Regions from separate parts of the Mus musculus genome. Here region 1 is linked to region 2. A link is a contact called in public HiChIP or PLAC-seq data. All regions are on one chromosome and are shown on one strand. Each heading gives the region's core, a stretch centred on a gene start, on an enhancer-like site or on the middle of the called end of the contact. The rest is flanking DNA. Distances are from core to core; before and after follow the strand shown. Region 1 overlaps Alk (anaplastic lymphoma kinase). Region 2 holds the start of Trmt61b (tRNA methyltransferase 61B).

Region 1 (4,166 bases), core at 143-2,642, 270 kb after region 2:
CAACTCTTTAGGCAAGTTTTAATGCCAAATGCTTTGCTGTAACCTGCACTTGAGATCTATGTAAATTATGCTATGAGTGTTAAACCACATTTGTGTTCCCAGCAAACCAGGATCTCATGGCTAAGGGGGTGGGGGTGTTGTTGGGAGAACTGGGGAAGGACCGACCAGGTCTAGGCCACTGGAAGGCCTGTTCCTCCAATGGCCCAATGCATCATGGAACGGAAGAAACTCTGGGGAAGGTTTGGGCCTCAGATGTATCGATACACAGATCCACGAATGGGCATCTTCTTCCTGTGCTTCTACGAATCGCCGCTACTCGAATTTTAAAAAGTGATCAGATCTGAATGAATGGAAAGTGTGGAAGTAATTTCAATCTTGAGTTTTAAATCCAGTAGGAAACCTCACACACGGTAATTTTTTTTAATTTTTTTTTTTTACTTTTAGTAGGAAGATTTTTCTTAAGGCATGAGGTATGTTAACAGGGTGTTTGACTCACTGCATCTCTACTGGAGTTTCTTTCATACGCAAAGCACTTGCGATGGATGCATTTTGCTTAGATGAATATATACACGTTTTCCACTATACTACGAACTAGTCACGACATTTTTTTTTTTTACAATAGGCAATGAGTTAGAACAATTAAAAGCCTCTAACCACCACCCACAGCGATGTCAGCTGACTTCTTTTCCAAGTAAAGAATGTCTCTCCCCATGCTGAGTCACTGAAATTAATTCCTTTATTTCTGTTCCCTCGCCCGCCCCTCGAGTGGTTCATATTCATAAGGCAAAGGAAACACCTAGGACTCCCCCTATGAGACATGGAAGCAGCTATTTCTGACTACGCGGAAGCAGAGCGCACACAAAAATCGGAAAGAAGCCTTAGGGGACTGTACAGCAGACCATGCACGAAAACTTGGCGCAACCAATCTGGGCCTTGCACTGATTGCTTTTTTTTCTTTTTTAAAGAATGGCATTTTCTTCTTTTGAGAGGATAGATGAACCCATGCTCAAAAAACCTTCTAACACATCTTAAAAACACAAGTTTCCTTTTTTTAAAATGTGGCACTTCAAAACAAGTTGGCACAAAAATGAAAGTTTTGGTCTTGGGTTTGTGGTGGAGCCATCCTGTCCATCTCCCTCTGGGTGGGCTCCGGCTCCGCCAGGAGGAGAAGCTAGTGGAGTACAGGGCTCAGGGCCCCGGCTGGGTGACCTTATTCTTGCTTTTCAGCATGGTGTCCCCTGGCGCGGCTGTGGCTTCCAAGGGGAGACCCTGTTGCTGGTAACCATAGTTGACATTGCCGCAGGGGAAGTGGCGCAGCCTGAACAGCGGCACCTCCTTCATGGTGGCGCTCAGCGCCGATGGCTCTAGCAGCAGCGCTGCCTCGGCTCTGCGGGGCCCCGCGCCCGGCCCGGTCCAGCCACCCTCGGCCGCTCCTGCCCGCGCCTGCGGCTCGGCGCCTGGCGGAGGATGGGTCTTTTTGGCAGGCTTCTCGGTGAACCACGAGCCGTAGGTGGGGTTCCACAGGCTGGTCGGCTTGTTTCTGGATCCCGGGCCTTTGTGCAGCTCCGGGGGAGGGTTGGGCTGAGAGAAAGCCATGTTCACGTGGCCCCGATCGGCCGCACCTCGGGGCACCGGGCCGGCACCCGCACCCGCGCCCGCGCCCGCACCCGCACCCGGGGGCTTCTTCACCGATGGGCCTGGTGCCGTCAGGGCTGCGGGCTGGGGAGCTGCGGACGCCTCCTCGTGCTTCGCAGGCTGGGGAGACACCAGCAAAGGTGGCATCCCCTCGGGGTCTTTGGGGCGCATGGGCACTTTCTCCTCCTCTTCTACTACTGGACCGTATTCGATGGGCAGAGCTGTGTTGATCACATCGGGGTCCTGTGGGGACAGAGAGAGGATGGATGAACACGGAATCAGAGAGATGTTGGGTCTGGAAGAGATGAGAGAGAGAGAGAGAGAGAGAGAGAGAGAGAGAGAGAGAGAGAGAGAGAGAGAGAGAGGAGAGAGAGAGGAGAGAGAAGGGGGCGGGGGAGGGGAGCTAACTGTTAACAGTTGATCCATTTTTGTCAACTGGACACAAACTAAAGACACCTGAAAGGAGAGAGAACACCTTAGCTGAGTTATTGCCGCCATCGGATTGGCCTGTGGCCTTGTCTGTGAAGGCGTTTTCTTAATGATGGGTGTGGGAGAGCTAAGTCCGCTGGGGGCACCCCTCCAGGGTTATATGAAAAACAAACGGAACAAGCCAATAAGCAATCTCCATGGTCTCTACTTCAGTTCCTGCCTCCAGGTTCCTGCCTTGAGTTCTCATCCTGGCTTCCGGTGATGACAAAGTGTTCCGAGGAAATAAACCCTTCCCCCCCCCCACCCCCAAAGTGTATTTGCACACAGTGGTTATCAAAAACGGAAAACAACAACAGAAAAGCAAGCTAACACATTAGTTGACAGTTAGGTATCAGAGCACAGAGTGAGCACCACTATTCTTGAAATCTCACCAGAGGAGGAGAGGGGTCCCAGTGCTTAGGGGTTGGGGGATAAGCACCCATGCCTGGGGGCAGTGGGATGGGAGGGGCAGAGCAGAAGCCCCTGGGGCACCTTTTACAGATGTAAAAGTTTTTTACTAGATTTAATTTATAGTGTGTATGTATATGTGTGCAGGTATGCATGTGCCTTGGTGTGTGTGTGTGTGTGTGTGTGTGCAAGTTGAGGACAAACCTATGGAGTTCTCTGCCCTCCCACTATCTGGGTCCTGGGGGTCAAACAGGTCATTTGATTCTGGCAAGCAAGAATCTTACTTAACCCATTGAGCGATCTTACCAGCCCGTTTTTTGTTGTTGTTGTTTTGTTTTTTTGTTTTTGTTTTTGTTTTTGTTTTTGTTTTTTGTTTTTTTGTTTTTACATTACTTTCAAAATATTGTGGTCTATTTCCAAAAATACTCTTGCAATCTTCAAAGACAAAAGATAATGTGGCTTTAGTTTTGTTGTAGGGAAGGAGGCAGGGAAGAGGGACGCCACGTTTGGCTCACAGAGGATGTTGTTTGCTCCTTCCCTAAGCGCCTGCAGCTTTCCTCGTATTTGATGGTGACTCTGTGTTGTGTGGTCTCCTTGCTTGTGCAGCTGTTCCAGGCAGAGGCTCATTTGCCCATTCAGAAACCTGGCTCATGCTAGATCTCTGTCAGCGTCACAGACTGTAAGACGAGAGCAGACGCAGTTGCCATGGGTTTAAAGGAAAGTGTGTGGGAGAAAGCTCCAGGGAAATTTAATTCAGTAATAGTGTTTGCAAATGGAGGGAAAACCTCCGTTACTTAGGTTTTACAGAATAGCACACCAGTCCAGTATCCACCAGCAAAAGGTTTAAGAAAACAACTACACATATCTTTTGAAAAGCCATTTCACTTATTGCCAGCTTCTTCCACAGTCAGTCCTTTACGGCCTGCAGCTGTACAACCACCTGCCTTCGCAAAGATATTATATATTTTGGAGAAAACACCCCCAAAGAAGGTATGTGAAGGTATCTGTGTTTATGAGAGTATTCTATTCCTGTTAGAATATAATAAACTAAATGTCAGTAAGCAAGCTTCCCTAATACATCCTCAATTTCCCCCAATAACATGGCCACTGAAGTCCAGCTAGATGAAGAAGGCAGGTCGCCCTCACAGCTGGGACCCACGAGGGGACTGGAACAGTGTGGCTAGACACACCGTTGCTGAAGTTTGCAGAAAGTGTCAGCCCTTGGTCCCAGTTGAGGGAATTTAGAGAGCTAGTGGCTCACTCTTTGACTTTTCTAAAATATCTCAGTGGCACGGACACCTGATGGCATCCCGTGTGTAGCAGATGAGCCCATCCTCGTGCACATAAGGTGTGCTGGCTGGTTTTCATGTCAGCTTGACACAAGCTAGAGTCATCTGAGCGGAGGGAACGTCAGTTAAGAAAATGCTCCCATAAGATCTGGCTGTAGGCAAGCCTGTAGGGCATTTTCTTAATTAGTGATGGATGGAGGTGAGCCCAGCCCATTGTGTGTGTGGCTACTCCTAGTCCTGGGTTCTGTAAGAAGGCCGAGCAGACAAACCATGAAAAGCAAGCCAGTAAGCAGCACCCTCCATGACCTCTGCGTCAGCTCCTGTCTCCAGGTTGCTGCCCTAACTTCCTTCAGTGATAAACTGTGT
Region 2 (4,152 bases), core at 1,355-3,854:
GAGGAGACGAGGAGAGGAGAGGAGAGGAGAGGAGAGGAGAGGAGAGGAGAGGAGGAGAGGAAAGAGAAGAGAAGAGAAGAGAAGAGAAGAGAAGAGAAGAGAAGAGAAGAGAAGAGAAGAGAAGAGAAGAGGAGAAGAGAGAAGAGATGGGCTGGAGATATGGTCAGTGATTAAGAGCACTGGCTGCTCTGATCTTCAGAGGCCCTGAATTTGATTCACAACAACCACACTGTGGCTTACAACCATCTGTACTGGGATTTGATGTCCTCTTCTGATGTGCAGACATACATACAAGCACTTATACATAAAATATATAAGGAAACAAACTTTTATTTGCCAGAGTGTGATGTCACATGCCTTTAATCCCAGGAGGCAGAGGCAGATGGATCTAATAATTCGAGGCCAGCCTGGTCTACAGAGCAAGTTCCAGGACAGCCAGGTCTACACAGAGAAACCCTATCCAAAAGAAGAAGAAGAAAAAGAAGAAGGAGGAGGAGGAGGAAGAGGAGGGGAAGGAGGAAGAAGAGGAAGAGGAGGAGGAAGAGAGGAGGAAAGGAAACTATTAACTTTTAATTTAGAACTATAATATTAGGGAGTTTAGAACCTTGCTATGTAGACTAGGCTAACCCAAAATCACAATGCATTTCCCGCCTCTGCCTGCTATGTGCTTAAGGCATTCACCACAATAGCCTGCTAGTTGTCTAAAAGCTAAAGAGCCTAGACACTAGTTTCACTAGTGGTGAAACATCTGCATGGCTTTGCTGCCTTTTGTGGGGCTGGGGTAGAGTGTAATGGAACTCCATCCTTTAGGCAGATAGGACCTCTGTAATCTTGAAATCAGAGTAGCTGTGATTATTCAACTGAGACCCCCAAAAATCCCATGGATGGCCTATTCACCTTCCCTCCTTGAAGTGGGGCAGGGGGTGTGTGTTTTAGCCACCAACTCCTGCTCACCCACCCAAACCAGCCAACTTCCCCGCCTCCCCATGGCAGTTTCACATGGTCTTAGGGTGGCACAGCTTACAAGAGGTAGGTTTACTGGGTTTGGGACTCCAGGGCTGTGACTTTAGGAAGGAGTCATCCATGGTTGGATGGGGCTTTTCCAGACTCCTTGGCATGTCTACACAGCAGTACTGAACTCAATAATCACACTGGCTTTAACCCCAATAACCAAACAAACTGGACTTGGATGGAATGGTCTGTTGGTGTCCTAACTGAGGTGAATAGCCATTTATGTGCCGCTCCCTGAGGAAAGGAATGCAGGGCTTTTGGTGCAGTCTAGGCAAGCCTTCTACTACTAAGTTACATCCCTAACCCTAATACAAATATGTATGCGATAATGGATTTCCAGTAACATTCCTTATTAAGTATCATTATTAAAATACTGCCACAGGGCCTGCGAGATGGCTCAGCCAGTAGACACGAAGGCAAGCCTGGTAACCCGAATTTATTCCAGGATCCCAGGTGGCAGAAGAGACTCTGGGAGAGTTACCCTCTGACCTCCACACTGTTTGCAAGTTCTCATTCAGGGCCCACTCCCCAAATATTAAAAACAAAAAAATATGGTATTATTACAATGGTACTACAAAATGTACCCCCAAACAGTTCAACATCCTAAGATCAATACCCATACGCTTCAGAGCTGTGGGGAACAAACAGGTACGTCTCTGTTTAGCGAGTCCATACCATTCTGCTAGTAAACTGGCATAATCTTCATTTTAGATAAGGGAGTGGCAAATATCAAATGTAAATTCTGTTTCCTTCTAAAATTATCAGTACCTGAACATGTTTAAAAATCCAACATGCTGAAAAACTCCAAAGGTCGGTGATGAGAACATTCATCGGACTGTGGTAGTGCGCCGTCCGTCCTCGCCCTTCCTGGAACCCACACACACCTAATTCCCATGACAATACTTTTGGGATAGGTTCCGGCGTTCCCTCTTCCATCAATATACAGAGTCCTCCAAAGGTGGCCTCCGCAGAGAACTCTTACCGGGAAAACATGTCAGGATCTGGCCAGGATACTTGTCCTCGATCTCCCTGAACGCAATCGCTCCCCAGTTACTATTAAAGTGTCCGACGTTGCAGAGTAGGACTAATTTCTTTAATTGTGATTCTCTCTTTCCCGCCAGAGCTTTAATAAGCATCCCCGACTGAAAAGAGTCCTCTGGAAAGGGACCAGGAGGAGGCAGCGCGAAGCTCTCCGGGCTCGGTAGCCACTCGTGTCCAGCACGCGATCCTCGGAGTCATATCCTGTAGGGTCTCAGTGGCCCTGCTCTCCGCTCTGGTCCTCCGGATCTCGAGGGGGTAACTCCTCCCTCGAAGTTCCCAGCCCGAGCCTTTCCACATACTAGAGACAACCGGGTCCCGACGATCCGGACGCGGGCAGCACGGGAAGGGAACGACCGGTGCACGCGCTCTCCAACTCGCGTGTCCCCAGGCAAGGACCCGCAACCCCGGGAAATGAGCTCGCTCACGAGGCACCGACCCAAAGTCAAGCAGGAATGAATCGGCTCTGAGCTCTGATCGCCTCTCGGGCGCCTCAACCTCACAAGGAAGAACCACGTCGTCCTTAGAGAGCCTGACGTCCGGAGCAGGTGCTGTCGCACACGTGTGACGTAGCCACCGCCGTGCCCTTTGCCCGGTTTTGGGGTAGTGCAGGCTGTGGGCTCCCCCGCGTCGCCGACAGAGTGCGTCACCGCCTTGGCGTCCAGCACATGCGGTGGCCCGAGCTTAGGGCTCGTTGGCCTCCGGGCTAAAATCCTGGCTTTCCGCGAGTGGCAAAAGCACAGAGTTTACTTACTGCTCACCAATCTCCGCTAGCCGCCCAGGGACAGGAAGACCCGGGAAGACTAGACGTGGAACCTGGACAGTCTTAACCAGGTTTAAGTCACTAGTGGTGGTGGACAGGACCGTCACCCATCATCCCCAAGAGTCCAAAGTCATCTAGCCCAGAAAAATCGTTGGTCAGGCGTCATAGGACGCACTGCTTGCTGACCCGCACACCTTGCTCATAACTGGGAGGTCTATTTCGAATGGCTAGGGACTCTCTGGTCAGCCTCAGCCCGAGGTCTAGAGTGTTCACAAAGGTAGAGTAAGGTGGCAGTAGCCACCGGGGGTATAGCTCAGTGGTAGAGCATTTGACTGCAGATCAAGAGGTCCCTGGTTCAAATCCAGGTGCCCCCTTCCTATAATTTTGGTGGCACATTCCAGCACTTGGGAGGCAGAACCAACCTAATTTACATAGTGGGTTACAGGATAGCCAGAGACTATCCGATGGCTAAGCTACAAAATAAACAGGAAAAAAAAAAAAAAAAAAATCAACACAACTGTTTTAACCACCCCGCCTACCCAAATAAACACTTCTTTTCCTGTGCGCCACCACTGCCCAGCAATAAACACTTCCTAAAATTGAAGTTAGCCGGGTGTGGTGGCGCATGCCTTTAATCCCAGCACTCGGGAGGCAGAGGCAGGCGAATTTCTGAATTCGAAGCCAGCCTGGTCTACAGAGTGAGCTTCAGGTAGCCAGGGCTACACAGAGAAACCCTGTCTCAAAAAACAAATAAAATTTGTACAACAGCACATCTGTCTCAAAAAACCAAAAACAAACAAACAAAAAAACTGAAGTTACCTTTTGCACTCAAAGTTAAATATCATTAGCCTGCCTATAAGTTTATTGAGAATCAGACAGTACCATGCACATATATTGAAAATTTGCAATTCAGTTAGAAATCAGTATTTATGACCTACTATACAAAGAAGATTAAACGACGTCAGCAAGTCCCCTGACAAGGTAGCTGAGAAATGGGATGGTGGGATTTCTAACTAGGTTGACCACGTTCAGCAGCTCTTGTTGATGGTACCATACACCTTTCTAAAGACTAAGGAATGGTGGGGTGATAGCTGGGTGTGTAAAAAGTGCTTGCTTTGCAAGAACTGGGATCTGAGTTTGATTTCCAGAACTCATGTTTAAAAGGGGGACAGCAAGATGGCTCAGCAGATAAAGGTACGTGCCAAAGAGATTGATGACTAGATATCTATGGTAGGATTCCAGTGGAAAAGCAGACTTTCCTCTGATACCCACACATATTTTGTTGCATTCATTTCCCTCCCTCCACTATTTCTTTTAAGTCAGGGCATGATGGCGCATAT

What was found. HiChIP or PLAC-seq counts read pairs in DNA pulled down with a chosen protein or histone mark.
Region 1: an H3K4me3 HiChIP or PLAC-seq map of embryonic stem cells shows a contact between it and region 2, with 6 times the contacts expected there. The contact joins the enhancer-like site here to the promoter of Trmt61b in region 2. A contact is called at or near these places in 2 of 115 datasets of contacts at active chromatin or transcription factors (bone marrow-derived macrophages and embryonic stem cells) and 1 of 9 other capture datasets (embryonic stem cells).

Annotation. Positions count from the first base shown.
Region 1 is chr17:71,868,254-71,872,419 of GRCm38.p6, forward strand. It overlaps Alk (anaplastic lymphoma kinase), which reads right to left. Exons shown (of 29, transcript NM_007439.2): 29 at 735-1,878. The coding sequence ends at 1,189. Among named protein-coding and RNA genes, the nearest start is that of Gm30140, 88 kb to the left of the region's middle. Within about 2 kb of position 1,393, at least 94 of the 459 cell types and tissues checked have an H3K27ac peak or open chromatin away from gene starts, as enhancers often do. A contact at or near this core is called in embryonic stem cells, where this site is marked.
Region 2 is chr17:71,596,157-71,600,308 of GRCm38.p6, forward strand. Trmt61b (tRNA methyltransferase 61B) reads right to left here and starts at 2,605. Exons shown (of 6, transcript NR_027952.1): 1 at 1,780-2,605. It overlaps n-TCgca52 (a tRNA gene), which reads left to right and starts at 3,115; the gene lies at 3,115-3,186.